2 separate regions of the Mus musculus genome follow, and region 2 is linked to region 1. Evidence: chromatin contacts called from public HiChIP or PLAC-seq data. All regions are on one chromosome and are shown on one strand. The core of a region is the stretch at or near the end of the contact, and the rest is flanking DNA. Distances in the headings are between cores, read along the strand shown. Region 1 overlaps Atf7ip (activating transcription factor 7 interacting protein). Region 2 has its middle 11 kb from the start of Pde6h.

Evidence for each region. HiChIP or PLAC-seq counts read pairs in DNA pulled down with a chosen protein or histone mark.
Region 2: an H3K27ac HiChIP or PLAC-seq map of the NIH/3T3 cell line shows a contact between it and region 1, with 4 times the contacts expected there. The contact joins two enhancer-like sites. A contact is called at or near these places in 2 of 115 datasets of contacts at active chromatin or transcription factors (the NIH/3T3 cell line and effector CD8 T cells) and 1 of 9 other capture datasets (liver).

The regions. Positions count from the first base shown.
Region 1 is chr6:136,530,346-136,533,827 of GRCm38.p6, reverse strand. The region is part of intron 1 of Atf7ip (activating transcription factor 7 interacting protein); the gene reads right to left. Among named protein-coding and RNA genes, the nearest start is that of Atf7ip, 13 kb to the right of the region's middle. Within about 2 kb of position 1,772, at least 307 of the 459 cell types and tissues checked have an H3K27ac peak or open chromatin away from gene starts, as enhancers often do. A contact at or near this core is called in the NIH/3T3 cell line and effector CD8 T cells, where this site is marked.
Region 2 is chr6:136,964,074-136,967,555 of GRCm38.p6, reverse strand. No RefSeq gene overlaps it. Among named protein-coding and RNA genes, the nearest start is that of Pde6h, 11 kb to the right of the region's middle. Within about 2 kb of position 1,530, at least 146 of the 459 cell types and tissues checked have an H3K27ac peak or open chromatin away from gene starts, as enhancers often do. A contact at or near this core is called in the NIH/3T3 cell line and effector CD8 T cells, where this site is marked.

The DNA of each region.
Region 1 (3,482 bases), core at 523-3,022:
CAAATTTACAATTTGAGTATTAACAATTTTAAATATGTACAATAATGCTACTTACCTAAAACAATATTTATTCTAGGTACCAGATTGCATTAGATTGACCAAAAAATGTACAGGTCTATATGTGAAACTACTCTGAAATTTAAAATCTAAATCCAAATGCCAATTCGAACAAAAAGTAACCTAAGGAAAAGTACGACACTATATAAATGTGTGTGTTTGTGTGTGTGTGCATGTGTGTGTGTGCATGTGTGTATGTGTACACATATATTTACTATAATTAGTGAGCATGTGAGACAGCACTGAAGCATATAACAAAAAAACAATATTTTTTCTATGTTTTAATGTAGCAAATTACCATTCTTTTTATAAAACTACCATAAAAATCTCATTTTAAAAGTCAGAAAATCATAATCTTTCTAAACAAGGCTAATTAATGGCTTCTTAAAAAACTCTCAATATACAGTTTGAATTTCTACAAATATCTAATGAATTAATTATCAAATACACAAGGAGCATTAAATTCGGCATGGATCAGAAAAGCACCACTGTGGTGATCCAGTGTCCTGACAATGACAACAAACTGGTGAGGAATCACAGGAGGAATTTAACCTTTGACCTCACCATCCCAACACACGGTTTCTCTAACACAAGCTTACAGGTCTTAGTAAACATGCCAACTTTTTCACATGCGAGTTCTCCTTCCTATCCAAGCTTGGTCATGTTCTAATGTTTTCTAATTGTAATGCTTAAAGATCAAAGCTTCCTGGCTCTTACCTCTGATCCTGGTGCATGTGACAAGTCTCCTCACTGGCACACTTGCTGCCTATGCAGCTTCAGGGATTGGGTTAGCAGCCATTTTGAGACAGCTGCACAGTCTCAGTTGCACAAAAGTGTAATTAAGATGGCTGCACTGTGCACTGAAGAACTCACACAGTGAAAACTCAGCCATGGAGCAAAGCAAGCCCCTCCCACTTTGTCAGGCTGCAATAAACTGAACACAGATAGCTAATGCATATACTGCAACAAACAATGCAGCCACTTAGGACACAGAAAAGAAAAAAGAAGGCAGCAAGCCAGTTTTGCAACAAAATGCCTGGGAATCCGGACTTGCAATACAGAGTCTGGGCACATTCCGATCCCAAACAACTTGAAATCCAGGCCACGTATTAGCAGTAACAGAGATAGAGCCAAATCACGCAGAGTGCACACCAGGGAATTGCCTGAAAGCAAGCCTCCATTTCAGTCCAGAAAAGAGAGGAGAAAGCCAGTCCCTCGAACCCCACTCAAGAGCCCCTTTTTCTTTCTATTTACCTTTTCTATTTTACCTTTAATGGAACACGGCCATCACAAGAAGAGTGTCAAATCTGTCTAAATCCTATATTCATTTGATCACGTTGATTTTAATTTTAAAAAGCTAATTAAATTGTTTTGACAAAATCTAAGCTTCAAAAGTACTCAATCTAGCAGAATGGTTAGACTTTACAACCACATTTTTTAGTTGGAATGATACAGTCTTAAAAACTAAGGTGGTAACAAAGCATATTTTAATAAGTTCCCATAAAATTAAATATCTCTTTGTAGTCTGAATGTCCTGAGTACACTCCCAGGATACACAGAGCTACTAGTATAAAGTCAATGGTACTAGTATAAAGTCAATGAAGACCAGAGACTCCCAGGGAAGGGGAACCGGAGGACAAAGGGTGCAACCTAGTCCGGAAGTGGGGAGGTATAATCAAGCCACATCTGAGAACACCCCAGCAAACTTGGCAGAAGAAAGGCCCCAAGGCACACAAAGGGCCTGTTCTGCTTCTCAGGCTCCAGCAGCTCTGGAGCCAGGCTCCTCCATCCTTCCGCACACGGGTTCAAGCTCAGTGTTCTTGTGTTGTGCTATCTAAATGTGGGCACTTACTACGACTGTTTAAGGCATAAGAGAGGTGACAGACAGACTGGCCGCAAGAGATGATAATTCACGTGTTTCCTTATCTCATTCTATTTCTGTATACACTTGATATATTACATATACATTTTTTTAATTACTCAGTCTTAAAAGAGACATTATTCAAGTTTCCATGAGATGAACTGGACAATGTCTGTGAAAACTGTCTTAAAAGCTATATTAGAAAACAAAATAAAATAAAATAAAAATAAAAATAAAAGTTACAAAAAAAAAATTAGTCTGGGGGGGGGGGTCAAGCCTGGGCCTTGACCATACTACATGCTTCATATCACTGAAGTATGACACCAACCCTTGTTTTGTATTTTTTTGGGACAATCTCACTAACCAAAACCCTGAATCCACAGTACATTCAAGCTGCCCTCAAACTCGCAATCCTCCTGCATCTACCCCCCGAAGGTATTTGTGATACCTTACCTGGCCAAGCCACAGGAGCCTTAGAGCATTGTGGCTGAGGATGGTTTCGTTTATTCAATAAAATCAAGATGTTAGTAAACTACGACTGTTCTGAATAGATGTGCTCACAGTATAGCTAACCTGATAAACCTTGGGTACTATCTCAATTGTTACTGAGTCTAATGGCAGGCTTTACCACCAATCTGTGATATCCATAACAGGCTCAGAGACTAAATAACAGTCAAACTTCAATAAAAGCTGAAAAATAACCTAGCTGTACACTCATCCATACAGTTTTTAGCCAACCTGTTTAGATACTGGGTTTTCTCCTTCTAATAAAAACAAGAAAAGAGAATATCAGGCTGCTGTCGTGGCTTATACCTTTTGTTCCGTGTCCCAGAAAAACAACAGTCCAACTCAACAGATAAATTCTAGTCTAGGCTCGTCTGGATTCAACAGGTTTTGTTTGGTTGAGACAGTCTCACTCTTTAGACCTAGACTAGCCTAAAACATATAGCATTCTTCATGCATCTGCCTTCCAAAGTCCTGGGTTAACAAACATGGGCTAGAACACCCACCATTCAGAACTAACACTAATGGTCCTCTCCTTAACAGCCAACCCTCTTCTCCTCACTGTGTCCATCATCCAAACCTGAGGTAACTGCTCTCAAGATCTCTAGCTCTTATCTCCACTTCATTGACCACACTTCAACACTCTCTCTTCACATACCATGTAAAATCAGAAGATCAGAAACTGCACCTTAATTTGTCTTCCATTAGAATATCATTTTTCTATTCAATAGTATAAAATTATCTCAACTCACACAGTACTTTGAGATTCTCATTATTCTGCTTCTGACATAAAAACTCAGCAAACTGTGCATTTTGTGAACCTTCACTTACAATGTCTCTTTTTTTCCTAATTTTCTCCTATAAGACTACAGTTCAGAGTTCAATGTGGTAAAGAATGTGCTTTTATACAGCACATTCCCATTTTTAGTGTTTTGAGAAGGACTGTAGTGTCTACTGTTTGCATAGAATAATTGAGTTCTAAGACAGCTATAGAAATATTGTTTCAACTTTGTATTATTACTGTTCAATTGTCATTATCATCATCGTGTATGTACACGAA
Region 2 (3,482 bases), core at 281-2,780, 430 kb before region 1:
CCTCCCCCTCGCTGTGCTGTTTTCTGCCTGTCTGGGGTACGATTGGGTTTAGGAAAGGTGTCAGTGTGTAGATTATGGGCAACACCAACCTCAACCTCTATCCAATCCCAGGAGCAGGCTGGGAAGCGTGTTCCTTAATTAGCTTCATGGCATCCTTTCCTGGTCTTTCAGAGGATCAGTGGAGTGGGTTGAATTCCCTGGCATCCTGTAGCTATGTGCCCTGCCCTCTCTGGTTGTTACAGCTAATCAGGTTTCTTGGAGTTCTAGCTACCGTGCTGTTGCTGTACCCAAGTTATTGTACTGCCCTTTACTTTCAGTTCCCTAAAACAAACAAACAAACATTTTCTTAGTTTTTGGGGGGAGTAAGGGTGGGGGTGGTTCTCAGAGACCAGAGAGGGCATCAGACCCACTGGAGTTGGAGTCATAGGCAGTTGTGAGCCTCCCAATGGAGGTACTTGGGAACAAACTCAGTTCCTCCGCAAAAACAGCAAGCATTTAACCTCGGAGCCATCTCTCCACCCCCAGCCCAGTCCCTTTCTTCAAACCTCTGCATTACCCTCTTTGAATTGGGCACCTCTGTCGCCCCAGTGCTGAGACGATTTTACTGCTTCCCTAGGTGCTGTTTCTACAGTAAAGCGTTGCCTATTTCTCATTAGCAACAATGAGAATGGTAGGACTGGAGCTTCTTAAGAATAGAGACAAAGGGGTTTGAGTTCGATGCTGTGCTGGACAGTTTTATGTCAACTTGGCAAGCTAGCGTCATCCAAGAGGCGGGAGCCTCTACTGAGAAAAATGCCTCCATAAGATCAGGCTGCAGGGAGGCCTGTAGAGCAGTTTTGAATTAGAGATTAATGGAGGAAGGCCCAGCCCAGGAGGGTGCCATCCTTGGGCTGGTGGCCCTGGGTTCTATAAGAAAGCACGCCTTTAATCCCAGCACACAGGAGGTAGAGGCGGGTGAATCTCTGAAGCTGAGGCCAGCCTAGTTTACAGAGCTACTTCTGGTACAGCAAAGGTAACACAGAGAAACCCTGTCTCAAAAGGAGGGGGGGCGGGGGGGGGAGAGGGAAGGAGAAGGAAAAGAAGAAAGAGAAAAAGGAGGAGAGAAAGAAAGAAAAAAGAGAAAAAAAGGGAGAGAGGGAAGGAGAGTTAGAGAGGAAAGAAGAAAGGAAAAAGAAAGCTGGCCAAGAAATCCATAGGAAGCAAACATAGAAGCAGTGTTCCTGCGTGGCCTCTGCATCAGCTCCTGCCTCCGGGCTCCTGCCCCGCTGGAGTTCCTGTCGACTTCCTTCAATGATGAACTGCAATGTGGGAATGTAAGCTGGTGAACTTTCCTCCCTAACTTGCGTTCTGGTTATGGTGTTTCATCACAGCAATAGAAATCCTGACTAATACAGCTGAGATGCAGGCTCCATCAGCGCCTGCTCACCACCCAGGGCTGGCCATCTGTGTGACGCATCTATGCTGCAGGGCTGGCCTTCTGTGTGACACATCTATTCCGCCTCCTCACTACGACTTCACAAACATTGGAAGGTGGCTGCCAGTTTCTGTTCCAGGCTCTGTGTCATCGATCCTTCCACTGTCCCTCCTGCAGCATCATGTCCCTGATCCTTCTCCTCCCTGGCCGTTAGATATGTCTGTGTAATGGTTGGTCCTGGTTGTCAACTTGACTAGATTGAGGGATAGCTAGTGGATTAGAAAGGCATGTGTTTGTGATAGTGTTTCCTGGAACAATCCGATAATGAAGATCTGAGATACTGAACAGATTAGTCCCATGATCAAATTATAATATAATCTGAGAGTGTATTGAGAGGTGGTGGAAGTGGAGGCGGTATTTAGTTGGAGGAACTAAATCACTAGAGGCATCCTTGGGGCCTATATATCCCTGTATCCCACCTCTCTCCCTGCTTCCCAACTGCCACAATGATGTGAACTGTCTCACACAATGGACTGAATCCTCTAAAAATGTTGGCCAAGATATGTGTAGTCCCTTCAAATTGTTTCCCGATATTTTGTCCTGGCTATAAGAGAGGTAGCTAACACACACCCTTTTCTTCAGTCTGTTTTGTTGACATTGTTTCGTCTTTAGGGGGGGGGGAATCCCATCTATAAAGTAAACTAAGTGTGAACCAGGGCCTTGTGCAGCTGAAGAACTAGACCTCCCTACTCCAAAGACCAACCACAAGGCAGGACTAAGGGGTGATGGTTGTCAGGTGCCACAACTGACTCACGGTGTCTGGAGGGAAGACAGGGAGGCCACGGGGAGTTTCCTGCTGCAGTGCAAGCTCACATTCCCCTGCTGTCTCCTTCATCAAACACTTCCACTTTCAAGTTCATATTTTGCTTTTTCTCGTCTGTTTCTAGCTTTATGGCTAGAAGATTATTCAGCCATTACAAAGTAATTGTCATAGCACTGGTGGCAGGGGACAGGCTCATGAGAGCTGAGTCCCTCTCCTGAGTCTCCCCTTTTCATGCTTAAGTACTGAAGACCACAAAGCCATTTATTTTACCGCCGCTGTGAACCTCAAATTATGGAATTCAGGCAAATTGGAGGGTCTAGGGGGTGAGTTTCATGCAATTCACTGATAGCCTCAAGAGAGAGATGCGAGCCTTCCCTACCCATCCTCCTCTTTTCCTTCTCTTCAGTTAATTTCCTCCATTCTTTTACCACACATTACAAAACTGAAATGAAGAAATTCACGTTCTCAGCAACAAAGCCTAAAACCACAGGTGGCGCTCACTTGCATTACACAACTGCCTTTAAAAAACGTTGTGGAAAGACAGCTATGTGCACATGGCTTTTAACACAACTTCTGGGGTGAAGCAAACCGGCACTTTACTTAGAGGGCTTTTGTGTCAGAGTCTGAACTTCACAGCCTCGGGAGTTTTCTCACTGGTGGTTTAAAAGCGGTTTGTTATAGATTGCAGAAAGCCAACCAATGGGTATTCTGATAGCTGTGAGTCTCAGAGTAATTGGGCAGAGTAATTTTAATGAATAAATGAAAGGGAATTTTGTGGAACCAGAGCCCTAAGCTCACATCGTCAGGGTTCTAAGTTTAACTTTTCAGTCTTTAAGACTGAGTGAGAGCAGCAGGCAACCTCTGAGGTAACCTACTTGGATTTAGTAAAACTCCTGGGTAAAGGATTTTCCCAATTGCAAAGCAGAATTATTTCTTGACTCTTAACACTAGACTGGCTCTTTTGTAAGCCTTGCTACCTACTTCCTGTGTGGCCATGGCTCCTTTAGACATTTGCATACAGTGTTTAACACAGCTCCACTATAAAAATCAAAATTCCTCTATAGATAAGAAGGGAGGACTGGCCAGGCGTGGTGGCACATGCCTTTAATCTCAGCACTTGAGAGGCAGAGGTAGGCGAATTTCTTAGTTCGAGGCCAGCTTGGTCTACAGAGTGAGTTCCAGGACAGCCAGGGCTACACAGAGAAATCCTGTCTCAAAAAAAAAAAAAAAAAAGCAAAAACAAAA